Linked DNA regions of Mus musculus: region 2 is linked to region 1. Evidence: chromatin contacts called from public ChIA-PET data. All regions are on one chromosome and are shown on one strand. Each heading gives the region's core, a stretch centred on a gene start, on an enhancer-like site or on the middle of the called end of the contact. The rest is flanking DNA. Distances are from core to core; before and after follow the strand shown. Region 1 has its middle 28 kb from the start of Abcg3. Region 2 holds the start of Gbp4 (guanylate binding protein 4).

Region 1 (3,716 bases), core at 859-3,358:
TGCACATGTTCCCTGTCATCATGGTCATGGAATCACCCTCTGAAACAATGAGCTTCAAATATAGTCTTTCTTCTGTACATTGCCTTGGTCATGGTACCTTAGTACAGAACTAGAAAAGTTACTAAGACATGAATATTATCAAATACCTATTTCTGTATAGAAAGACACAAAAGTACCGAATAATGTGCTACAATGAAATACTCAATGCACAGCACCACACAGAAGTAAGATTTTAAAAGGAGGCTCACAAATCCTGTGACCTTGACTCCTCATCCTGAGCCTTGCACTAGTGAAGATGTAAGAGCAGAAAACATTGGATTGCTGTAGACTGTTTCTATCATGATTGTTTTCAGATAACTATGCCATAGAATATTTTTTAAAATACTGGATGGTGAAAGACAGAACTTGCCAATCTGGAGAGTATAAATGTATTCTCTGTGGACATGTTGAAGCTTTCAGCTCTGGGGTTGCCTCCTGAGGATGAGGGAGCAGGAGTTACACTGAGCAGTGTTGCAGTGTTAAAGGCTTCTTTTTCTTCATTCCTAACCAAGTGAACACTGCCATTACCAGTATGATGGTTTGTATATGATAGGCCCAGAGAATGGTACTGTTAGGAGGTATGGCCTTGTTGAAGTAGGTGTCTCAGTGTGGTTGTGGGCTTTAAGATCCTCATTCAAGCATTCTGGAAGTCAGTATTCTGCTAACAGCCTTCAGAAGAGGATGTAGAACTATCAGCTCATCCTGTACCATGCTTGCCTGGATACTGCCATGGTCCCACCTGGATGATAATGGACTAAAACTCTGAACCTGTAAGACAGCCCCAAATATATGATGACCTTTATAGGACTTGTCTTGGTCATGGTATCTGTTCACAGCAGTAAAACCCTAAGACAGCCAGCAGTATTTGTGGTCCATGAGATACTGAAAGATGCCTGAGGGAGAATGTGATCCAAAAGCACCCACAGAAGTGATATAAGGTCATTGGTTTCATGATATGAAAGGGTTTTACAGAGTTCACTATGGACTTCGATTTTGTTTGGGCAGAACAAATATCAACTTAGAAGTCAGCCTCTTGGCCAAATGTCTCTAGACACTTCCATTTTCTGTCTGAGCTGTATTTGAATGCTCTTCCATTTCAGATACCTTCATGTTTTCACACAGAAAGTCAGAAGAATACACTGAAGATAAAATGGAAAATCTAGAGTAACTATTCCAGAGAAAATGAATGTAGATTCAGACATTCAAGACCCTTAGTAGCTTATAAGTAAGACATAGGTCTGATGTGGCTGTATCTATGATACTGAAGGTGACTATGTGCACACTGGGCATTGTTGACATGGGTAGAATTAGCTGCCATTGGAGTTTGGCTCGACCTCAGGAAGTATTGAGCTGATACTTTGGTACAATTATTATGAAGAAGCTCAGTGGTGGAAATATAATTGAAGTCTTGTGCCATTTCTAATGACTGGAGAACTTATTCATTCTTGTTGCTACGAATTTACTGACTTATCTTGAAGACTAACCCACTGTATTCAAAATATCAGTCCAAGGGAGGTCAGCATAACTTCTAAACACCAACAAGTAAGGGAGGAAATTATATTCTGGTTATGTCATTCTTTGATCACTGAGGCATGCTGTCAAAAAAAAATGTCACATACTTTGGGACTTTTACCCAGTTTTCCCTCAGAAATTTGCAAGGACTGACTATGAGTAGTTTCCATAGCTACGTGACAGGATGTCTTTCTCTGAGGGATGTAAAGACACATCTGTGTGCATGTGCACATGGGCATGTGATGTATCGAGTCTATTTGGTATTGCTGTATGTGTATGTATTTAGGGCTGACCACTTATGACTGGATAATCTAACAGGGGACTCCTACTTGAAGAACACAGATTCTCCCTCTCAGTAGCATTTATTGCCTATAGATCTTCATATAGGTGGAGTGCTTGGGAAATTCCCCTAATTTGGCAGCCTACCCTCTGAGGATTTCCTCCCATAGTGCTATGTACACTGCCATGGAAAAAGGCAGTCAGTAGTCCTACCCTGAGCTTTCTAACACCTTTCTGAGTACTGGGAGGCAGGCTGGAGCTCCACAAACCAACCACAGACCATCATTTGTGCAGTAGCAGCAGCCACATCAAAAGAAACAAAAGCCCAGGCTGAGCAAAATCCTGCACTACAGATGGAAGCAGCAGACAGCAGGCTGCAAGGACTACAGCAGCACCCAGAACTCCTAGAAACCTGTGACAAGCATCTGCAGAGGGCTTAGGCTGGGACAGTCTTCCCTGCTTAGTCTTACTTTCTTTATGTGTTCACATTCAGACAATCTGGACCCAAGTGATCCTTAAATCTGTCTTCTGACTGGAACAGCATACACTGTGGCATGTGAATACATGTGCATGCACAAAAATGAACGAATACATAGAACTTTTTGCACGGAAAAAAAAAAAAAAAAAGACTGACCAGGCACAGACTAAACTTGAGAAAAAGTATCTAAATCTGAGAGGAGGGAGAGCCTCAGGCTTCTCCCACTAGCTAGAGCTCACTGGAGCTTCAGCACTCCAGCTTCTGCTGCTACTCCTGTTGTCGATAGACAAGAACTCACTTAAAGATCCAGACCTCCTGCATCAGAGACAAGGATGCAATCACACTTCTCAGAGTGGCACTGGATCTTTGCTAACAGCCACGAGTCTCAAGAGTTCAAATCCACTCCCAATGAATTGTTGGATGCCTGTGGCAATCAGTTTTATTTCATTTAAAGTTGTTAAACCTGAATTAGTAAACAAACACCTTTGTTAGACTACGAGTCTTGAGGTGAGGACACTATCATCTCCTGTAGCATAACTCAGTTTAATGTATACATATATCTCATGCTCTCTGTAATCACTGGCCAGGTAGGACATCCTCAAATGCATTCAGTAGCAGTTATGTCTTGAGGTGGCAACAGATGTTTAATTGGATTTAATGTCTACTGAATTCTAACAAAATAAAGAAAAATTCGCTTTCCGATCTGCCAACCTCATTCTTAGAGAAGTCTGCTGAGACTCAGTAGGAGATATTCTCTGCTTACCACACCAACAGGTCAGGTCAGGAATAGTGTGTGTGTGTGTGTGTGTGTGTGTGTGTGTGTGTGTGTGTGTGCGTGCGTGACTGACTGACTGACTTAGATGTGGAGAATATATGTTTAAGAGCTGGTGACATATCAGTGGATACACTGGGGTTCACAATGTGTCCACTTCCTGTGTTTTAAAGACTGATGAGTTGGAAGTCAGGATAGAACTTTCACAATTGCCTTCTCTGCATTTGGGGAAATACTCACCACCAGCACACTTCTTTCTTGTAGACTTGGGCACAATAGAAACTTCTGCTTTCCTTGGTGGTTTTACTTTCTGAAAATTATCTAAAACAGACCCTGGAAATTCTACCTTCCTTCCATCTAAACACGTGGTTGGAGCTTCCACGTTCTGTTTTCTCAGCTCACATTCTTCTCCTTTCCCCCTTGAAGTGTCTCAGTCATCGTAGATATTCATTCTTCTTCTTCATGTTATCCTCAGCAAAGCCACTGTTCTTCTGTTCCTTGTTGGTGATATATATTTGACTTGTCCCATTTTTCCTCCCATAACTATTATTGACATTTACAGTGGCTTCAATGTCCATGTATTGACCAACACAACACACTGTTTCAGCCCTTGTAGTTTCACTCTTCCAAAACCAT
Region 2 (3,716 bases), core at 602-3,101, 130 kb after region 1:
AGTGTAAAAAGGCAACCCAAAAGTGGGTGAAGACTACTTGTAAATCACATGTTTGATAAAGGGTTACTATCTTCAACAAAATAGCAATACAACTCATCACAGATAACTCATTTCTAAACAGAGAAAATCACTGGGTGCTTATTTCTGCAGAGAAGGCTTACAAACATCCATGAGCACACAAGATCATATTCATTATTGCTAATCACTTTGTACAAAAAAATTTAAATTAAAAAAATTATCTGAAAAAGATAGAATGTACAAACTGTGAAGTACCAGAGTGAATGCTGAAGTGTCTCTGTTCCCATTACAGAATGTATTAGGGAAACATTGGTTGCAAAATGAAGAAACTTTTCATTATATGATTTCTGTTTTGCCATGCTGAGGGACCAGGTGTAAGAGTCTATAGTCACATGATCATGTGTGATTTGGCTTCTTAGAGCTTACTGAGGCTAAGGCTTGCTTTGGGCTAACATATATATTATTTGAAATTACCTGCTTAGTTTTGCTGATCTTTGCAGTTTAAGCACAAACTAGGTTATTTTAAGAGCTACATGGTATTGTTCCTCAATAATTCTTCAGTCCCTGTGACAAACATTGAGGAAGTCCAAATCAAACCACAAGGCATCACTTCATACTCATCAGGACAGCTACCACACAATGGGAAAACAAATCCATGTAACCCAGAATTTAAACAACTCCGGTGTCTGTACTCTGCAGCTAAGAACACAGAATATTTCCTCATGAGAAACAATCCTGGTTTCTAAGACAATGGAAAGTTACATTTGATCTAACAGCTCTTCTTTGATTTCAGCACAAACTAGCAAAAAGGACTTGGATGGACCTTTGATCTTTAATGATCATGGTAGCTGTGTTCACAATACCCACAATGTGGATTAAGCCCAGTTTCCCACCACAATGTGATGGCACACCAAATTGTATATTATTCAGCCAGAGAAGAGAATAAAATTAACTACTGTACACTACCTTGTAGACCTTCATAGACTTAAAGCCAGCCACAGACCTCTGCAGGTCAGACAACACATAACTTGCCTCCCCTCCTCTGCACTCCAGTCCCAGATGAGCCTGAGGACATTATGCCAAGGACAGAGAATGTGTCAATCCCCAGAAGTCACAGATTCCACAACACTGTCTCTCTGCAGCTTAATCCCTTTAATGAGATAAGAAGAGCAGCCCAAACAAAATGCAGAGAGCCCATGTGATCTCTACATCACACACACACACACACACACACACAGACACACAGACACACACACACACACACACACACACACAAACCCTAAACACCAAGACAGAGCTTGACTACTTACTAAACTTAAAAAGATGATGAGGTACAAACTAAGTTTATTTCCAAAAAATATTTGCCAAGGTCAAGTGCTGAATTTTCCGCACAAGGTTCCTACATGTTCCTTTGACAACAGTTGCCTGTGAACCAGGGCAGGAGCTGTTGCTGTGGTCCCAGCTGAGGAAGGACCAGAGCTCTTCCCATAGTGTGTCTAACAGAGCAGGGCAGCCAGCTGTGTCAGGCTACAACTTTGTATCTGTCCTTTGTCAGAGGAAAGAAACTCACCTCCTAGACCTAAAGCCAGCCACAGCCCCCTGCAGACCAGAGAGCACAGAACCTGCCTCCCTTCCCCCTCCCTCAGTTGCCCCTTTGACTTGGAAATCAAGCTGAGGTCCAGACTAAGTTGCTCCTTAAAGAAAGGAAAAGTAAATATTAAATATACCTGGTCCCACAGCACAGGTCCAAGTGCAGTTCTCAGCTGCTGCTGCCTCCTCAGGCTCACTTCTGCTCTCCTCACTTCCTGCTCTCTTTGCTCCTCTTTTATGTGCGCTGACCACACACACACACACACACATACACACACACACACACACACACTCACACAGGATGCAGCAAAAACAAAACTGAAAGTAAAGTAAACCAAGGCATTGTTAACTTGGCCAAGACTGGAAGGGGAGGTCAGAGGATGCTTAGTGTCAGAAAAGTCAGTGAGATACTCTGTTGCAGCCAAGGGACAGCAGGCTTCCACTGTGGAAAGTATTTACATTCTCTTTCTTTGGAACCCATCTCCAGTTTCCTCCAGCCTTCTAGGCACAGATAAAGCACAGTAAACCCAGGCCCCCATCAGTGTAAATGACACAATCTGGGAGGATTGCACGTGTGCTTCTCTCAGGGGAAATTCCAGGTGCTTTTTGAGTGAAGAGCTTTAATGTTTTAAACCTGTGTTTTCTAAAACAGGAACCATCACTGTCCCCTCTCCCTCCCTCCCTCCCTCTCTCTCTCTCTCTCTCTCTCTCTCTCTCTCTCTCTATCTATCTATCTCTATCTCTCTTGCTCAGATAGTCCTCTCTTCCTTTCTTACCCTCTTTCCTTCTCCAGTCCTCTCCCTGCTTCCTCCTCCCTCTCTCTGTTCCCCTTTCTTTGTCTCTACTACCCTCTCAAATTCCACTCTCCATGTCTTAAATAAACTCTATTCTATACTATACAATTGTGTGGCTGGTACTTCAGGAGGAAAGGATGCCTCAGCAGGAGCCCTCAGAGACACCACCTTCCACCTCACCATACCCCGCCTCCACCACACATATCCCTGGCTTCTTTTTTCTTTTTCAGAAAACACAACAGTCCATCTAAAAACTGTTTTCAAAGAAGTAATTAAAGAATAGTAAGTAGGAGTTGTGTTCAGGGTAGAAGCTAAGAAAACTCACTTCTGAGATGGAAGCTTAAAAATGAAAGCTTTATTTTCTGAGCCCTTAGGAAGGCAGCCAGTTTGGGATCTGAACTTTGTCTCTGATGGGAGATTGAATACTATTTGTAAAGGATGAAACACAAAGCGAGGGTGTTGGGTGGGGCTGCAGAGTGATCTATTGTGTTTTCACAGGAAGGATTAAAGAAGGAAGTACCCATTGGAGACTGGGCCATATCCAGGCACCTAGCTTCAGGGTCCTTAATTTACTCTCCTAGACATTTGGTGCAGAACTCAGAGTGATAAAGGGACAAAGGAGCAGGACAGCAGCATGGAGGTAAACTGGTACCTTAATTCTACTTCAGTGAACTCTCCCCCTATTCATCTGTTAGCTCTGCATGGCCACCTATTTGCAGGCCCAGGTAGAACTCACACAAGAGTCCACACCAGGACTGGGAAGAAGTTCATGTCAGCAGGTTCTTGGATGCCACTAAGGCCAGGGGAGTCTCTGGTCTGGAGCTCTTGTCAGTTGAGTGGCACTTCTGAGACAGGATTGAGGGGAGCAGCAGGAGCAGGGCTGCCTCTAACACTTGCTTAAGCCTTTTGTTCACTTCAGCACTCAAGTGAATCTACAAAACATCAGGATAAATCTCTATGATCCTTTGCCTGTGTTTCTCTTCTATATTATATCGAGAAAGAGAAAAAGAGAGAGAGAGGTGTGTGTGTGTGTGAGTGAGCACAGGTGTGCAAATGCACGTATTTGCTGAGGTCTTGAAAAAGTGCCTCTTACTGCTTTGCTATTCTAGCTGACAAGTGAGCCTCAGGGCCTTGCTGTCTCTGACCCCACCCCAGCCTTGGGATGACAGGCACACACTGCCATGCCCAGCTTTTCACTGAAGATCCAAATTGACTTCCCCATGCTTGCATAACAAACAGTTCACTGAATAAGGCATCTCCTTAGGTCTCCAGATATCCTCTAGATCCATCCATTTGCCCAAGAATTTCATGAAT

Evidence for each region. ChIA-PET counts read pairs in DNA pulled down with a chosen protein or histone mark.
Region 2: a contact with region 1 is called in an RNA polymerase II ChIA-PET map of effector CD8 T cells, with 186 read pairs. The contact joins the promoter of Gbp4 here to the enhancer-like site in region 1. A contact is called at or near these places in 1 of 15 datasets of contacts at CTCF or cohesin (CD8 T cells), 1 of 484 Hi-C or Micro-C datasets (Th1 cells), 5 of 115 datasets of contacts at active chromatin or transcription factors (CD8 T cells, effector CD8 T cells, embryonic stem cells and 2 more) and 3 of 9 other capture datasets (adipose tissue, embryonic stem cells and pancreatic islet).

The regions. Positions count from the first base shown.
Region 1 is chr5:105,008,468-105,012,183 of GRCm38.p6, forward strand. No RefSeq gene overlaps it. Among named protein-coding and RNA genes, the nearest start is that of Abcg3, 28 kb to the left of the region's middle. Within about 2 kb of position 2,109, at least 26 of the 459 cell types and tissues checked have an H3K27ac peak or open chromatin away from gene starts, as enhancers often do. A contact at or near this core is called in CD8 T cells, Th1 cells, effector CD8 T cells and 1 more, where this site is marked.
Region 2 is chr5:105,137,735-105,141,450 of GRCm38.p6, forward strand. It overlaps Gbp4 (guanylate binding protein 4), which reads right to left and starts at 1,852. Exons shown (of 12, transcript NM_001359079.1): 1 at 1,746-1,852; 2 at 985-1,083. The coding sequence starts at 999.